Linked DNA regions of Xenopus tropicalis: region 2 is linked to region 1. Evidence: chromatin contacts called from public Hi-C data. All regions are on one chromosome and are shown on one strand. The core of a region is the stretch at or near the end of the contact, and the rest is flanking DNA. Distances in the headings are between cores, read along the strand shown. Region 1 has its middle 13 kb from the start of acot7. Region 2 has its middle 21 kb from the start of espn.

Region 1 (4,689 bases), core at 122-2,621:
TTAGAGCTTGTAGCAAAAACACAAGTGTGGAATTCTGCATCATATGTTTCAGGGATGCTCCATCCAACTTCCTCTATCTTACAGCACTGAATTGTGTTCACCTGGGGCTCCAGGCCGTAATAATTTTGGAACCAGTACTGGAGGAAGGCCGAGCAGTTAATTCTCTGCCTTCTGCGTTAGACTCAGATGCCTAGTCCAAAGAATTGCCACTGTGGCTTTCCAGCTGTAATGATTTCAGGGTAAGAACCAGAAGTCAAAATGAGAACATGTTTAAACAGATAAGCATTAATTCACATAGTGCTATCTCTTTGGTTCCCAACATACCCTTAGGTCCCTCTAAAACAGAAAAGAAAATAAACCTAACATATTCGTTTTATTAAACTTTCCAGGTTAGGAATCAGCATTGGAATATAGAGAGCAAAGGCTGAATGTGCCTCATGAATTCAAAGCTGCCTGCATTCAGTAGTGCTGTATTCATAAGAGGAAGGGGAGACCATACGTACAGACCCCCTCCCATTCCTTATTTTACAGAGTGGAGCCCTAGGCACAAGTGCACTTCAAATGAGAACTAAGGCGCAAGCTTTCACTTTTAGTCATAGTAAATGACTCCTTATTTGTTTCTGGGATTATGCTATCTTACAAAATGGCCTGCTAGGGTTCCATTACCCTGTTCGATAGACAGACTGAAAGATTAATAGCAAGTGTTTGAACAGAAACATAAACAGGTGATTAAAAATCAATTCAGAATCAGAATTCTGGTTGCCAGAAGTTGGTGACCCGGCAACCACATAGAGTCAGAATATAAGAGCAAATGATCTCATTTAATTAAAGCAATTAAGGTGCGGGTTGCCTTGTGTTCACAGGGGACTTTTTTGAAATGTTTCCTCCAACTGAAGTGTAGGCTTTATTAGTCCGCACATCTGTTTGGAGAAAACTTTTAGGAATACAGGTGCCATTTAAATGAAACATTTAGCAAAATATAGATGCTATTCTTTATAGCATTTATTAAAAGTCACACATACAAACTTGGTTTCAGTTGGAAATGAAAGTAGCAAAACATGCCATTGTTTATGAAAAGATAGCTTGTCTGTGTCTGTGCAATCTTCCTAAATGACTGCCACCAATAATGGGTATCTATTAAGTGTATATTGCAGGATTTATGTAGGTTCAAAGGTTATAGAGCCACCATAATCTAATGAGTGTAACTTTTCACTATAACAACGTGTTACCTTGACCATTCAGGAGCATGAGCGGAGCTTGTTGCCACTCAGAAGAAAGAGGATATTTAAGATTAGCTTTGTATTCCTCTGTGTGCTTTGATGATCTTATCTCTGATGCTTAAACTGGACAAGAGATCTCTTCTCTGTGACATGATCAAAGCCTTACACAAGAGGGACAATGGGTCTCTGTCATCAGCTGCCCAAGTGTTATTCAGATTCGACTTGTACTATGTTTTATCTTATATGTGGAGCAAAACCCTTGGAAATAGCATTACATATATATTCTGTAGCAAAATACACAGTATACTGGTTTATCAAAAGGGAATTACATACATAAATAAATAAAGGGAAAAAAGGGAATTCTAAGCAACATTAGTCTACATTCCAATATACATTAATCAAACCTTGTCAGTGGTTTTAAAGTTTTTGTAAGTGTAATTGCTATTAATAGCAGTATCTGTCTGACTGTTAACATTCTGTGGACTCCTTGCTCTGACTCCTGAAATATTATTGCAAACCAACTGACTTGGAGGAGAACTGATTTGTTACATAAAATCCAGACTTAGAGAACAAAAATGGATAAGCAAAATGTATTGGCATGGAGAAGAGAAGACCAAGATTTAATTACGTTAGTAGCAGTGGCTGTTGGTCTACAGTACAGGGTTATCCATTTAGGGGCATGTAAGCTGCCTGCTTCCATTAAAAGATTTTTTAAGGCACCAAGCCCCCAAGACTTTTTTTGTGAGAGATGACCAGTTTATGTTGTGCCTTTTCTAGTGTGACTGACACTTTAAGCAAAAGTGCCTTTAAAAGATGCTCCTTCCTTCCCTCAAGCACCCACACTTGCACCTGTATCTGTAAAATCTGCCAAACCCTGTTGTTTGTATGCATATTTCAATCATTCTGCTGATGTTTCACTGTTTATTGCCTAGTCTGACCCTTGCCTGGAAGGGCCAGTCCTTAGTCTGCTTCAACCTGAAATGGCAGACCTAATGCCACAACCTTGCCCTGCTGTGCTTAGATAACAGTTGCTCTGTGCACTAAAAGAGCTGAATTTTGTGAGTAAAAAAATTAGCTTTCAAATCTGTGTCAGATCGTGGTGTCTGGGGCCCACCAGGGATGCCACATCTGCCCCGCCCCCCAGTTGTGACCTCTTCGGTTTATTCATCAAACCCCCTGACAGACTTTAACTTGCACCCCCTTATTTGACCATACCTTGGACCCTGCGATCAGGGTGGAGAACTCAAAAAATAGGGACCAGGTCTGGGTCAGCAGGGCCCACTGGGTTTTTTTTCAGTCCAGTCCATCCCTGTCTAGGGTGGTTATTTGCTGCCTCTGGTAAAGTACACCTGAGGAAAGATTCACCTTGTCTAATTGCTTAAATGCCTGTGTAGCCTGGACATGACTATCAAATCTCATACTACAACACTGCTTGCTCCTGTGGTCTTTGGTCTGTCTGTCCTACAGGGTTTCTGAAAGTCCAGGGCCGCAATAGGGTCTTGGCAAAAACATGATTATCTGTGGGGTTATCTATTTCTTGCCAAGGGGATTTGACAGCTGGCAGAATCATTACAATATATGGATTTCCGTATCACTACACTACAGCATATGGTGAATTTTTCTCATATCCCTTAATAATTACACAAATGTTTCTCTATAATAAGTAGTGCTGTTAAACTGGATTCCAGCGGACCATTTGCATCCTTCAAAGTGAAATTTTGCATCCAACACCCTGCTAGGGTTGCCACGTATTCCCTTTAATGAGCATAATTATAAACTCCACATTCTAATTGTCAGAAAGCAATACATTAAGATACATGTAGCATGGCTGCACAAATAGGAATGTGAAAAAAATTTTCATATCAGGGTTAAAAGGCAATACAAACAAAGTAAAAACAAAAACCAGATGGGTGGCATGAGATTGTTGAAGTGCGAATAACCTAAAAAGTACAAGTAGCGGAAGGGTCTACTCCAACACGTACTGTATATGTTACCTCTGCCTATGTCCAGGATAAGGCCCCCTAGGCATTTAGTCTAGCCTCACTTCTAGTATTGCAGAGTCAACCATTTTCCTCACATTGTTATGTGGTTGCCACCATTCCCTCTTAGGACCATGGCCCATGGTTAACATAGTGGACAGTGGAGTAGTTCCACGAGGCCACACTACAGAGTTCAAATTAGAACAGAGGTGGCAGAGCAGGCGAAAGTGCTTGAACATAAAAAAATCTTAGTTCACTGTTTAGGAAACAACTTTAAGGGCAGTAGTTGTCAAGCTTTCTATTCATCAGAACCTCAGAGACATATAGTCAACACCCAGACTTCACCCACTTGTATCATCACTACCAAAATTACAGGTTATGGTACAGCTGTCTGCAAATATTCCTGGTAGCTAATTGTTTACAATGCAGTGACAGAATACTGTAATGCTATGTTTGATCCCATCTGTTCTGTGTTTAATAGTCTCTGATACCAAATGCAAGCATTGAATGCCACCAGCAAAATGTCATTGCTGTAGCTTTGTTTAATTGTTTTAGAAGATGAAATTGGCATTCTTTGTTTGGGGTGACCAGAGAACATGGAGCAGCGGGAAACGGTATAGCACTGTGCCATGCCAAGACAGGGCAGGACCCCCATGTGAGTAGTGCATCATTGCAGCAGGAAAAGTGTTGCTATATCATGCCACAAGTGTCAAACATATTATTACACCAATGCCATGCATGACCTTGGTTTTATCAATATTTTATGTCTTTTCTTCACTATGAATCTTAAAGCCAGTGACTGGCATAAACCCTGCTGCTGGGTGCTCAAAATGGTTTATGTAGCAAAGTGGCAAAAGGTTTCTGGCTCCAAACAACTAGGGGTTTCCAGACTGTGGCACAATTTTGCTCATGTACCCATATAATCTTAGTTGGGATCAGTTACAAGGTACTGTTTTATTACTACAGAGAAAAAGGAAATCAGTTTTAAAATTCCAAATTATTTGATTAAAATGGAGGCCTGGAAGATGGGCTTTTCGTAATTCGGAGCTTTCTGGATAACGGGTTTCGGGATAAGGGATACCATACCTATAGTTATGATACAATGAGACAATGTCACTATCCTCCATTTACTGAATAAAGAAATGCATTGTCCCTCAGTGTATGTAGGGGGTAAAGCTGTAAACGACACAAGTACTATATTACTAGAGCCCCTAGCAAAATCTTTTTAGAGCCCTAACCTTTAAGACGATTGTTTTTACACACAATTACTTTAACATTACACATCAGACAGCAATCCCACCAGACCCTCTATACTTCTAAAGCTGGCCATACACGCACCGATAATATCGTACGAAACCACACACCGATCGGGCCAGTTAAAAGATTTTGATCGGGCGCCATAGAAGGCGCCTGACCAAAATCTGCCTTCAGTGCTGAATCGGCAGAAGGAGGTAGAAATCCTATTGTTTTTACCTCCTTATCTGCCTGTT
Region 2 (4,721 bases), core at 1,423-3,922, 62 kb before region 1:
ATTTCTACCATTGCCAATGCAAATATATACTGAAACTGGACATCAGACATGGCCAAACTGGGCCACCTACACACCTAGGTCCCCCCCCCCCTTCATTAGTTGCAAGGTAATTTTTCCATACTCTTACTGCCCCTCCCCTGCAGTACCACTATTCATGGATAGCAGCCCTGTGCATAGTATGTTATGCCCTTGTTTGGACACTTACCTTCAGGCTTGGACTGCCAATCTGTGGATTCTGGCAAATGCCAGAGGGGCTACTGTTAAATGCCATAGACAGTCACAATTTATTGGACCCATGGTCCTGTAATCCCTCTGTATTGTTTAAAAATGTATTTTCCTGTGTTGTTCACACCTTTTAATCCTTGCATTGATCAACCCCTGCAGTGTTCACACCTCAGGCTCAGGCTGTAATCACCCCCATTGTTCAAACCTCAGACATTGTAGGTACTGCCTGGACTATGCTGCCTGTGTGTATGGCACACACAGGGAACATAGGGTAGGCAGAATATGACACATAGGCAGCATAGGGCAGGGAGGGTATGGCACACACAGGCAGCATAGGGCACGGCACACACAGGCAGGGTAGGGCAGGCAGAGTATGGCACACACAGGCAGCACAGGGCATTTAGAGTATGGCACACACAGGCAGCATAGGGCAGGCAGAGTATGGCACACACAGGCAGGGTAGGGCAGGCAGAGTGCTGCCTGTGTGTGCCATACTCTGCCTGCCCTATGCTGCCTGTGGGAGGTGAACATGGCAGGGGTTTGTTCTGGGAGTTTGTTAGCATTTGGAAATAGCCGTTAAGTGGTCCCTAAGGTGTGTAATTATGTGCTGGGGGTTGCTGTGCTATCCACAGGGGAGGAGGAGGCATATGGATTTAAGGGTATATCTTAATATGACATAATATAATTATTTCACATATGAATGATGGTTGATATCCCCACAGTAAGGACCAAGCATTTGGTTTTTTGCTGAACTACCACCATTGTGATAAAATAGGTGTGGTTTGAAGTGAGTGTGGTTTAAAAAAGGGGAGTGGTCAAAACTGGCTTCCATTAGCGGCCCTCCACCATGTATGCAAGAGAAATTCCAGCCCTCGGCACCACAGAAGTTGGACAGCACTGGTCTATGACATTAATGTCATGCCTTTGCTTCAACATAATTGTATTAATCAGATCTATTATAACCTTGGCATCACCATTAGCAATGAGCAAACTCTAACATCCAGTAACAGTTTGGGGGCAAAATTTGCAGTCTCACCAACAACTGGTTTGCCACAGAAAAAAAACACTGTCTGTTTCACCAGAAAAAAATACATGTGTCATTATTATTCACTCCTTGCCTTTAATCAACCAATGGGATTAGAACATTCCCCAGCCCTACCTTGTTACACAAACAAGCACAGGGTAGGGTTGCCGCCTCACCCCTTTAATACCAGCCACATATTGAATTTACATCCTGCATGGCTTATTAGCAGTGAACGCAGAATCAATCTAATTAATTGCTAACTGGCCATGCAGGATGTGGATCCATTCTGTGGCTGGTAAAGGGGCGAGGTGGCAACCTTATCCCCGGGACAGCTCATTAAATATATGGGGGAGGGTGGGAAGGTCTCACATTCAATTAATTGATAAAGACAAGGGAAGCACAATAATGAGTCAGAGTTTCTCTGTGGTTTTTTTCTCATGGCAAAATACTATGTTTTTTTCTAGTAAAACAAAATGCATAGCAAAATTCTAGCATGGATTTGCAACTATTTTCACTGCAGGTTTTGCCAGGAAACTGTACAGGGCAAAAAGTTTGCCCATTCCTTGTGGCAAGTACCTGCTGTAAGGGTGAAGACACACAGAGATACTAGTAGCAGCTACTTGTCATGGCTACTATAAGGGCTCTGGCACACGGGGAGATTAGTCGCCCGCGACAAAACTCCCTGTTCGCGGGCGACTAATCTTCCCGAGTTGCCATCATTGTCGGCGGTGGGATGGCACATGCGGCGGCGCAAATTCGGGAAATCGCAGAAAAAGCCTTGCGAGGCAACTTTGGCGATTTCCCGAAATCGTGCCGCCGCGTGTGCCATCCCACCGGTGGGATGGCAGGTGATGGCAACTCGGTGAGATTAGTCGCCCGCAAACAGGGAGTTTTGTCGCAGGGCGACTAATCTCCCCGTGTGCCAGAGCCCTAAAAGACTGCTGATCTTTTACTGATAATTGTCTCTACCTGTGTTTTAGCAGAGGCAATCCTCAGTATTGTCTATGGCAGGGGATTTTCCAGGGCTAAGTAGCTGCTACTAGTAGCTCTGTGTGTCTTCACCCCAATGTGACTTGTATTGGCACTTCTCACTTGCTGTCTCTATTAAATCTGAAACTCCACATCGATGTTTGAAGTGCATTTCCCATGTATGTCAGCCCTCCTTCCTTTGGATCAGTTAGAATGTTGCTGTATAGAGGTATGGAAGGTATATAAGAATGCATGTGTAGAGCTCACACTTCCTGGCAGCTGCCTGCTCTATAACGAGTCAGTGAGAGATTAATGAGACTCAGGCGATTCCTGTCAATGACTTTCAGTTCATTATGGGAAGATAAAGAAAGGAACGTTAGTAAATAGTTGGCCCATCTGCTTCTGTGTCACTGCCCCTGACGCGTGCAGCTCTCATGCCCGGAGCCCTCACAGTCCGGCACTTCCGCCCCCCCCCCCCTCCATGAACTTGGTGCGATCCAAGGAAAAGCTTAGAGACTGGGGACCACCCACACAGGCAGGATCGGGAGGGGGAGGAAAACCAATACGTGAAATACTGAAGGGGTTGTGATTTTATACTGTGTAGCAACCGAAGCCCACAGGAGGGGGAGTCGTTTGCCAGGACGTTTATTTTCATATTAAAAACAAAAATAATAATAGTAATAAATACAGATTAGTTGCATCTTTTTGTATTTCAACTCAAAGAACCACCTTTCTGTGACTGGGGACGGGTGGCTGATTCCCCATTGGGCTGATTCTGACCTGAGGGCAGGGAAAATAAATAATGATAATTTACTTGGATCAATTGTGTAAAGATAAATAGTATCAGTGTGAACACTGTTGGGGCTACCGGGACAACAATTAAAGAAGCACAGGCAGGTAGGATTTCAGCACCAACAAGGGAACAGCGCAGACTCCATGGTGAGACGTTGATACATTTCAATACTGTAAGACAAAAAGACAAAAAGACAGCAACTATTTTGACGTCCATCTACTAAAGGTTAATAGAAATAGAATAGGGAACGGGAGGCTGTTAAGTATAAAATAACAGTGGAGAGTAGAAAGGACGCCATTTACAAATAGGCTATTAAAGGAACAGTAACACCAAAAAATGAAAGAGCTTTAAAGTAATAAAAATATAATGCACTGTTGCCCTGCACTGGTAAAACTGGTGTGTTTGCTACAGTAACACTACTATAATTTATATAATAAGCTGCTGTGTAGCCACGGGGGCAGCCATTCAAGCTGGAAAAAAGGAGAAAAAGCACAGGTTACATAGCAGATAACAGATAAGTTCTGTAGAATACAATAGTGTTTTATCTGTTATCTGCTATGTGCCTGTGCCTTTTCTCCTTTGAATGGCTGCCTCCATGGCTACATAGCAGCTTATTTATATAAATTATAGTAGACTTTCTGAAGTAAACACACAACTTTTACCAGTGCAGGGCAGCAGCACATTATATTTTAGTTACTTTTATACACTTTCATTTTTTGGTGTTACTGTTCCTTTAAGATATAGAATACAAACGACTAGTCAGAGATTATGCACTGGGAATTGTCTATGTAAAAGAGATAAGATAAAGGGAAAGGAGCTGAAGACACACAGAGCTACTAGTAGGAGCTACTTGTAGTGGCTACTAAAATAGACAATGCTGATCATTTACTGATTAGGGTCTCAACCTGTGTTTAAGCAGAGGCAATTCTCAGTATTGTCTATGGCAGGGGATTTTCTGGAATTTAGTAGCCATGAAAAAGTAGCTGCTACTAGTAGCTCAGTGTGTCTTCACCCTAGAGGTCTAGAATATCCTCTGATGCATAGAGACATGAACGGAGAAATGAATGAATGCAGTACAATGAGTCGTTATGAGATAAAAAGAAGCGGCTACCAATTAGTATAACTGGGATGGGAGATCTTATTGTGTAAAATTGCCCCCATCTGCTCCCTGCTTTGTTCCCTGACGCGTGCAGCTCTTGTGCCCAGTACTGAATTATTCCCATCATAGGGATCCCAAGGGCCTCAGTGTGGGAAAGGGCTGCCGGCATAACGGTTTCTACAATAACTGCCCTGATAATAAGCAGTCATGTGAAGGGCCCCCTGCTGTGGCTGGAGTGCAACTCCAAGTATTCCACTTTTATAACGTTTGGTAACTGCTGGAGAGAAACAGTAACAATGGGCACAGCAGATCTAGCGGCTTTTGAGTTGAGAGGATAGAGGCTACTGCCTAAAATACATTGTGCGCATGCGCATATAATAGAAAAGATTCGGTAATCCCGAAATTGATGTTCAGTGTAAGGATTGCTGGATCTGTAGGACTTTCATACATCTTCTTAAAACGTGTGTGCTTTGTTTAAAAGTTTTTTTTTTTAAAAAAACACTGTCCGTTTTACAGTTAAAAAGAGCCATATATAAAGTGTTTTCATTGACCCATCCTTTGGAGAGTTGTGTTGATAGTTGGGATGCATTATTCCATATGGACCTGATATG

Evidence for each region. Hi-C and Micro-C count contacts between places; a contact is called where the count stands out from the background.
Region 2: a Hi-C map of neurula embryo shows a contact between it and region 1, with 2.3 times the contacts expected there. The contact joins two enhancer-like sites. A contact is called at or near these places in 5 of 5 Hi-C or Micro-C datasets (brain, gastrula embryo, liver and 2 more).

What each region holds. Positions count from the first base shown.
Region 1 is chr7:99,006,858-99,011,546 of UCB_Xtro_10.0, reverse strand. No RefSeq gene overlaps it. Among named protein-coding and RNA genes, the nearest start is that of acot7, 13 kb to the right of the region's middle. Within about 2 kb of position 1,371, at least 1 of the 11 cell types and tissues checked has an H3K27ac peak or open chromatin away from gene starts, as enhancers often do. A contact at or near this core is called in neurula embryo, where this site is marked.
Region 2 is chr7:99,069,667-99,074,387 of UCB_Xtro_10.0, reverse strand. No RefSeq gene overlaps it. Among named protein-coding and RNA genes, the nearest start is that of espn, 21 kb to the left of the region's middle. Within about 2 kb of position 2,672, at least 2 of the 11 cell types and tissues checked have an H3K27ac peak or open chromatin away from gene starts, as enhancers often do. A contact at or near this core is called in neurula embryo, where this site is marked.